2 separate regions of the Mus musculus genome follow, and region 2 is linked to region 1. A link is a contact called in public Micro-C data. All regions are on one chromosome and are shown on one strand. Each heading gives the region's core, a stretch centred on a gene start, on an enhancer-like site or on the middle of the called end of the contact. The rest is flanking DNA. Distances are from core to core; before and after follow the strand shown.

Region 1 (4,236 bases), core at 219-2,718:
TCTGATAAACCTGCAATTATCTTCTTCCAACTTATTTCAGGTTTGGTAGGGTCTTATACATGCTCCAAACAGGAAAACTTGTAACCCTCCTGCTTCTGCCCAGTGCTGGGATTACAGGCCTGTGCTCATGCCCGCCTCAGTTCACTTGCTTGACCAACAACCCAAAGAGCTCTAAGTAGTTAAAATGGTAAACCACAACAAAGCAAACACAGCATGATACCATAGAGAGTCAACTAAGATTAAGAACTGGTATACTATGACTTTAGATGTGATAAGTTTTATTTATCTGGTGGTACTTGATGCTCACAGGGCACCATACAACAAATATTAAAAATACAATATAAAAAAAAATAAAATCAAACAGCCAAAGAAATATCAATTCCATCAGAGGGCAATGCCCAGAGAAAAAAAAAACCAAAGCCCAGAGAAAAACCCACCCCTCTGTCCCCTTAAGAACATGAATTCCTCCTGCCTAAGTTTCACCTTAAGAAACATCAAAGTGCTAAAGAAAAGGTCTTAGTTGAGAAGTGTTAAAACGTGACATAGCATCTTTCACAAGGGTTTATCCCAAAATGCTTTCCTTATTCAATAAGAGCATTTCACAATCCAAACATCTTTGAGTATCTATTTTGGTCCTAATCTTGAGATTGCAGCCTTCAGCATTTTTTCCCCTTATCCATTCTCAGATTACCTCCATCAGGAAAATGTCACTTAAGGGGTAAGCAGTCTCCTGTGAGCTGTAGTTCTACTGCAAAATTTAATTTTTAAATAAAAAGCAAGAAGTTAAACAAACTTAAGTATTTTAATTAATAATACAATAAAATGTTCCCAAGTGGTTTAAAGTCAAATTTTAACTTTGAGAAATATACTCAATTCAAGATTGTAATTACCAAGGGTTATTTGAAATCAACTATACAAAACATTTAAAAGTGCTTAGGTATGGCTAGGAATTTTCTAAGAACAGGGAAATGGTTTACTACACAATGATAGTCAGACCACATACAAAGAACAAGAATCCGTGCGTCCTGCATGGGGACGGTTAATGCTCAGTATCCATTCTGAGAAAGCAGAGCAGAAGCTGTCTCTAATCTAATCTGATCTTCCACCAGAGTCTTCCTTGTTAACAGTCAGAAGCACAAGCTGCCTAGCACTCCTGACAGTCTGAGGGTGGTAGAGTCACATGCCAGTCACACTGATGGCAGAATTTATTTCCTTTTAGAGTCCACACAAGTACAGAGGGAGACAAAACAGTGATGGCTAGAAAAGTTTTAAAAACAAGAAATTTGGGGCATAAAATTAAAAAACAATAAACAACAACAAAAAAAAGCTGATTCATTAGTTGACCCAAAACATTAAAATAGCCCCTTAATGCTTGTTCTTCATAAACTGAACGGCATTTTGGCTTATGCTCACACTTAAGCCAATACAGTATCTGACTGCTACATACAAGCTAAGCAAATCTAGGCATCTCTGCATCTTCCATTGCACAGCACCCTGGTACCTAAGGATCTGCGCCCACCCTTCCGTTACATGAAAGGCCGGATCATGTGCACCTTCGAAGCCCCTTCTTCAACAGACAGTGGCTAGCATTCAACAGGTGTTCAATAGCTGCTTATAAATAAACTGATTAGAGGCATCACACAAAAGCCCAAAGACTGTCCTACTATATAATTATTTCTTAGATAGCCTCACTCCCAACAGGAAATACACTATTCTAAGTTACAGACAGCTTCTCCACTTTATAAGCACAGGCCAAAGTTGGACAAGAAGTAAAATATATCCTTCATGTCTGCTCATAAAGCATTTTGAGAAATCAAGGTGAAAGGTGCTATGTAAGTACAAAATAATACTTAAGACAGCTCAGTCAGAGTGCTACTTTTCTATGGTGCTGGAACTGTTATGCTACACTGAGGGGAGGGGCACCCCAAGCTACTCTTCATTACCAACAAAACAATGGGCTTTTGACAAACAGGCCATCACTATATAGTTTGCGTGCTGCTGTGTTCCATAATAAACTAGGTGACAAAAGATGAAATTAATCCACTTATTCTACACAAACCAGTACTTTACCAAAGTTTTGCATTTTACAAGTCATATTCAAAAAACACACACAAATTAGCATTTTGTACACGAATGTTTATTTCTCAATTAAACATTCCCTTTAAACACAAGGAATGAATTCTAAATCTTCATAAAGATGAATAAAAAATGATATCCCTCCAGTATAGTGTGTATAAGCACTGTCCTTGGTCACTACTGCCATTTACTGTTTAACATCAAAAAAACAAAAGTTATTTAAAAATCATGCTACTGGATTTCTATCCCTCCACTATGACCAGCTCTACACTGATCGGCAATGTTTTACAAGTTTATATCATCAGATTGAAGCAGGTTTAAGGTGTGAAACAGCTGTATTAGACACAAAGTTACAAGATATAGTCAAGTTCGTAACGAATATAGGTGTTCTTATCGTCATTGTAGATTCGTGGGTAATGTGCTATGAGAGCATCCTGGGAGCCAATGTAGATGGAGTTGTAAATTTTCCAATATACGTCTCTGACTTTCCGAGCTGGGTGGAACAGACCCTAGAATAAATAAAAGGTAGAGTTACTTCTATCTTCAAGGGGAAAATAAATAAATAAACAAACTTTAATACACTATTAGCTATAAATATGATGCATGGTGGCACACACATTTAAATCCTAGCACTTAGAAACAGAAGCAAGTGGATCTATCTACTTCAATGCTGGCCTGGTCTACATAGTAAGTTCCAGGCCAGCCAAGGCTCAAAAAATAAAATAAAACAAAAGTACTTACTTTGAAGAGGGAAGGAAAAAAAGTCTGGAAACTGAGTAACAAAATTGTGGTGGGTAAATACAAAATCTAACCTAATTTAATCTAATCTGTATCTCAATACAGAACTGTCTTCCACATGGTAATTAGGGAATGACTGACTTCAACATATTTAAGTAATTTTTTGAGCAATCCCCGCATTTAATAAAAAAAAAGTAAAAACCCACATTTAACCTACCTGTAAGCAATACTGCAACATTCTGCATGGTCCAATAGCAACCCTCAGGCCCTCCAGAGCTCCCATAACTGCCTGGATTACATGGGGAGATGTCTCAAACACATTAGGCCACACATAGTTCAGTAAGTGATTCAGAGAATCCTCACAGCCAAATCCGTAAACACCAAGTGACATGTGCTGCACCACTGCACTCGCTGTCTGTCTGTGAACAAGGTCCCTGTAATAATGGAAGGGAAAAGTCTCTTTAAATCAGTCCCATTTTTATATTCACTTGTACATGCGGAACTAATTACTCTCAGGAGTCAATCTCATTTTAAATTCTGTAACCTTAAATATTTGATAGTTAAGTCACAAGTCAAAATGAAATTTGTTCTCAAACTGGTATGATTTCATTCAAAAATTCAATTTAAGAGAAAAATCTACTAGGTTTTTAAACCTGCACAAATAAGAATTTTTATCTCTAGCAGCATCTGAATTTGTATCCAGGACATATCAATCTATTATTCATATACTGAGTGCAACCAAAATAGTGTTCATACTTTCTGCCAAAATATTAACAACCCCTCAAAGGCATTAGGAAAAAAATCTGAACACTATAATTTGCTATCTAACTTATTTAATGATAAAGTTTCAATGTTTCACAGCTGAAGAAGTATTCTTTTTAGTAATTTTCAAGTTACTACCTCAACTTGCACACTTTCTAAAAATTTCTTTAGAATTGAAAACAATCTCTAAAGCACAGTATTTTTAAAATAAATATAGAAGCAACAAATATTATGAACTTCAAAATTTTATGAACTTCAAAATATTATGAACTTGAAAACCTTTCTAAAACAGTTGAGATCTCAATAAAGAATGAATAGAAAATTATTCTGGTGATTAAATTTACATGAAAATTACAAAAAGATTTGACAGGAGTCTAAATTTTCTATAAATAAATTTGATATATTAACTGAGTATATGAGATTCAAATATATTTTGCAGTATAATATTCAAGAACCTTTTTTTTCTTATGAATAACAGCCCCCACAACAGAAAGTTTGCCAAATTTTCAATTCTACTATCACTTTTATTTGTAGTCAGTATGTGAAGAGACAAGTCATGTTTTCTTTTCACAAAATTCCATCCATTCAGAACAAAACTTTTAACCTCAAGTCCCACCTCTCAACAGTTGTAATGTTCAGGAATTCCTCACTAAGAAGCAG
Region 2 (4,568 bases), core at 1,281-3,780, 140 kb after region 1:
CAACTTTGTTTAAGGCATTTTGGTTTTTTAAAATCTGTACAGTAAAAGCAACTTTTTCTGTAAAATAAAAATGAGAAATGCAAAAAAAAAAAAAAATTTCTTTCCAGGAAAAACTGATAATCTTTTTTTAAGTAAACTGATTGTTAGACAATGTACACAGATAATATAATGCATTTTAAATACTCTCTCACTATGTCAGGTGGTATCATATAAGGGCTTTTGAATATATTTCTTAATAATTCATTTTTTTGTATTTTATGCTCTTTTACTACGCTTAATTCCCAAAGAATATTTTGTATGTTTTGAAACAATTTAGTATTCAACATTAGACATAGGATCCTCAGTTATGGATAGTATTAAATATTCATTAATATTTTTAGGGTATGAAAGGATATGAATATAAAAGTTGAACAATTTTGTGTATTATTTGATTCTCAAAATACTTCATATTCTTAATATGTTTGATGCATAAAATGCATTTAAATAATAAAAAAATTAAGAAAAAAAAAAGAATTTGTGAATCCTGTCCTTCTAGAGGTTTGGTTCGAGCAACCAAATGAAGCAGCTCACAACTGCTTGTAACTCTAGCTCCAGGGGATCTTGACACTCTACACTGGCTTCCAAGGACAGCTGTATGCATACACATGTCATATGCATTCAGACACATTGCTCCTCTGTTGCTACGACAAAGCAATGACCAACACCAACTTAGGAGAGGAAAAGGTTTATTTCCTATTACACTTCTAGGTAACAATTCGTCACTGAGGAAGGGCTGGGCAGGAACTTAAGGTGGGAACCTGGAGGGAAGAACTGAAGCAGAGGCCATGAATGAACAGTGCTTACTGGCCACTGGTCTGTTTCCCAGGGTTTGTCAGTTTGCCCAGGGGTGGTATTACCCACAGTGGGCTGAGCCCCCCACATCAGTAATTAATAATGATAGGGCTCCCTAGGCATATCCATAGGCCAATCTGAATAAGGGAATTCCTCCGTTCATTCTTACTATTGTTGTTGTTTAAGGATAAGGTCTCACTACATACTCCTGGCTGGCCTTGAACTCTCTTTGTAGACCAGGCATACTCTGAACTCACAGAGATCAGCCTGTATCTGCCTCCTGAGTGCTGGGATTAAAGGCGCCACTCTGCCCCGCCGCAGCTCTTATGTTGGAACACTTGGTGTTCAGCTTGAGATTCGATTTGGAGGTTGTGTAATTCTAACCATGGCCCAGCTCTGAGAAGTGGCTCACTTTGGGCGGGTCTTGATGCAGATACCAGCTTCTGCCTCCAGCTTAAGACCTCTGTTTCTGAACCCCATGCTCTTGAAGTTATAAAGAGCACTTACCCAGTGTCCACAACTTCCTCACCAGGTGTCCCATGGTACTATAAACCAAAACAAACTTTTCTTGTTTGGAAAAAAAAAAGATTCTGGTAAAAATGCTGTGTTTTTTTTCTTATTTTGGGAAAGATTGAGAGAAGATTTAAGTCTTGCTCTGTAGCCCTGCCTGGCCTGGAACTCTCTATGTAGCCCATGCTGGCTTTGAATTCTAAACAATTCTTTTAACTGTTTTGCTTATTTACTTGCTTATTTATTTAATGTGTGTAAGCTTTTTACCTGCATGCGCCCAAGGGATTCAGAAAAAGGTGTGGGATCACCTGGGTTGGATTACACATGAACCCCTAAGCCTGGCCGGGCATGCCGTGTACTCCGTTGGTCCCAGCACTCAAAACAAATCTCTTAAATTCAAGGAACATCAGGGAGACGCTGTCTCCAAAAAAAGAAAACACAAAACCAAAACAACAACAAAAGAAAACACACAAAAAACATCACACTTAAAAACACGAGAAACTTGGAATTTTGTTAAGATACAGAATTCATAAAAGCCATCAAGGGCTATTCATTTCCTCCTGCTTCCGACTTGCAAAAATGTGAGTTTATTTTAACTCTAACACACAATAACAGATGTGCGCTTTCTATCTCATGATGGGCATTTTTTTTTTTAATTTAGCATTGAGTCTTTTATCTACGGAAACCAACTTGTCATTGAAAGAGTCCTTGGCTTTTCAGTAAGAGGACCCTAGAAGCAAGATTTATCAGTACCTCCTGTCTTCCCTTTAACCGACCCAGCCAATCTGATTCTAGATTGGGTTAATCCATGAAGATTCTATAAAAATTTACCAGATTATCTGGGGTGGAGAATTATGTTCTCATTTCGCTTTTCTGAGATGGTCACTATTGTGCAAACTGCCCTTCCAGTCTATAGACAGCTGAAGGACAAACACCCACAAGTGACGCAGGCTTGGGTCACCTGCACCACAGACCTTGGAAGCGGCTCTCTACCCCAGCTTCCGGTCGCATCTTCCTTTTCGGCCTCGGCGGAGCTCCGCCGGCTGTTCATTCTGTGCTCCTCCCTCCGCCGGAGCCGCGGGCTCGGCACTCTTCCCATGGTGCTCCGCGCGGGCGGCGGCTGTTCCGCAGGCTGCCGCCCCTCCCCGCCGCCGCAGCGCTGAGCCCCGCCGTGCCCCGCCCCCCGCGCAAGCTGCCGGCCCCCACATCCGGGTACCGACGCCAGCCGCCCAGACTCTGGCACTATGGTCATGGCGGAGGGGACGGCAGTGCTGAGGCGGAACAGGCCAGGCACCAAGGCGCAGGTATCGTCCCTACGGCTTTCCTGTCACAGAGTTGGCGGGGCCGAGCCGGGGCTCTCCTGCTGGCGGGACTCCGTCTAGGAGAGGCCAGGGCGAGCGGGTGGGGGCCGTGGCCGCGGTGGCTGGCCTGCGCTTCCGGAGCCGCGGCCCCGGAGGCAGCCGAGCCGGCGCCGGCCGCCCTGGAGGCCTGCTAGACGCAGGACCCCGCTGTGTTCGCCGAGGCCCGGGGCTGACGCTTGTCACCAGCGGCTGCTGCTGCGCTGCCTGCTGTGAGTGGCAGCTGACGGCGCCCGGGTGTGGGGTGGGCCAGCTGGGGACCAGGGGGCTGTCCCCGCGTCGGGACCGCCGGCGTCGAGGGCTGTAAACACTGCCCACCTCACCGGGAGCAAGCTTGGCCGGTGACGTACCTGCCGGTCGGCTCCATCCAGTTGGTCTAGCCGGATGCAGGTGGCACTAGTTTGCGTTATCCTCCTGTTGTTTGTCTTTGCCACCACTCCCTTCGGCTTCCCTGCAGCTGTTCTCTGGTCCAGCAAGTTTTCGGCACCAGGTTGTGACTTGTTACATGTCATTCCTTGCGTATATTCATGCTAATGCGCGTGGACAATAGTCGGAATGAACTGATTATATACATCAAAATAATAGTAGGGCACTATGGGGAGTAAATTGGTGCTTCTTAGGACTTGCAAACCAGGGATGCTTCACAGTAAAAAAGAACAGAAAAGAACGGAAAAGACCCCCCCCCCAAAAAAAAAAACCACCCACGTTGACATTCAAACTTGATAGGATTAATCAGCCTTTGGAAATGGGTTGAGTCGTTGAGTAGAAGTTCTAAAATCAAAAGAGATATGTTTAAAATGTAATTTTAGCAGGCTGTGTTCTTGTTGCTGCCCAGCCTGCTGCCTCTTACCGTGTACTGAGTAAACTTTTTCTGTTAAAATGTAATTTTTAGGGTCAAGTGGAAATCAAAATACTTAATGCTACTGAGTTTTAGAGAGTTACTGTTTTTCTTTTCTTTCTTTTGTCTTTCTTCTTTCTCTCTTCTCTCTCTTCTCTCTCTCTCTCTCTCTCTCTCTCTCAAGGGTTTCCCTGTGTAGCCTTGACTTTCCTGGAAGTAGCTCTGTAGACTAGGTTGGCCTCGAACTCCGAGATCCACCTGCCTCCCCCATACACACACATCCAATTTAGAGACTTGCTATTTATTATGGATTTTGAAGGTTCTCAAAGTCAGGCTACCCTCGAATTATACTATATAGTTGAAGGTGACCTTGGACTCTGTTTGCCGAAACTCTGGGGGCTAGACTTACAATACATACCACCATTCAGGGCTTATACAGTGTTGGGGAATGACACCTATCAATTGAGCTACATCTCTAGCCCTAGAGAATTGCTTTTGAGTCAAAAACCATTGAGTCATGAGCTGTCAGTTTGCCTTGATTGGGTTGGAAATTTGTATACTATGTATACTTTCTACTATTTAACAACTCTTCTTTCTAAGGGTTCTTGTTTTCAGATAACTATTATTGTGCATAGGCAACATTTTTTCTAATTTTTAAGTGATGGCTTCCTTTAAAAACAATTCTTGGGATTACATCCAGGACTTTTCCTGTGGTAAATTAAGAGTGCACAATTTATTTTAAGCATGTACTCATGGCTCAGCTATATCCTTAGATGAAAAATTTTTAACTTTGAAAAATTGTTCAGACTAAACACTGCAATATGTCCCTTTGCTGTGTTGTTATGAGTAAGTCATGTGCAGACTTTTTCATTTTCCCACTTTATGACAAGGTTAAATAAAATGTAATAGAAGAGAATTAAAAGAAAAAACTGCTTTTTAACCAACCTTTTCTGTTTATCACATAACTTTTTTTCACTAAAATAGGCCTGTTCCAAAACGCTGTATATTGTGTTACTATGTTACACATGAGT

Evidence for each region. A called contact is a pair of places that touch in the nucleus more often than the background predicts.
Region 2: a contact with region 1 is called in a Micro-C map of the G1E-ER4 cell line, with 4 times the contacts expected there. The contact joins the promoter of Mob4 here to the enhancer-like site in region 1. A contact is called at or near these places in 1 of 39 promoter capture datasets (erythroid cells), 21 of 484 Hi-C or Micro-C datasets (the 63-12 cell line, the G1E-ER4 cell line, the HPC-5 cell line and 13 more), 1 of 115 datasets of contacts at active chromatin or transcription factors (embryonic stem cells) and 4 of 9 other capture datasets (adipose tissue, embryonic stem cells, liver and 1 more).

What each region holds. Positions count from the first base shown.
Region 1 is chr1:54,984,908-54,989,143 of GRCm38.p6, forward strand. Sf3b1 (splicing factor 3b, subunit 1) reads right to left here. Exons shown (of 25, transcript NM_031179.2): 24 at 3,032-3,248; 25 at 262-2,585. The coding sequence ends at 2,427. Among named protein-coding and RNA genes, the nearest start is that of Sf3b1, 40 kb to the right of the region's middle. Within about 2 kb of position 1,469, at least 1 of the 459 cell types and tissues checked has an H3K27ac peak or open chromatin away from gene starts, as enhancers often do. A contact at or near this core is called in the G1E-ER4 cell line, where this site is marked.
Region 2 is chr1:55,128,715-55,133,282 of GRCm38.p6, forward strand. It overlaps Mob4 (MOB family member 4, phocein), which reads left to right and starts at 2,531. Exons shown (of 8, transcript NM_025283.3): 1 at 2,531-2,645. The coding sequence starts at 2,586.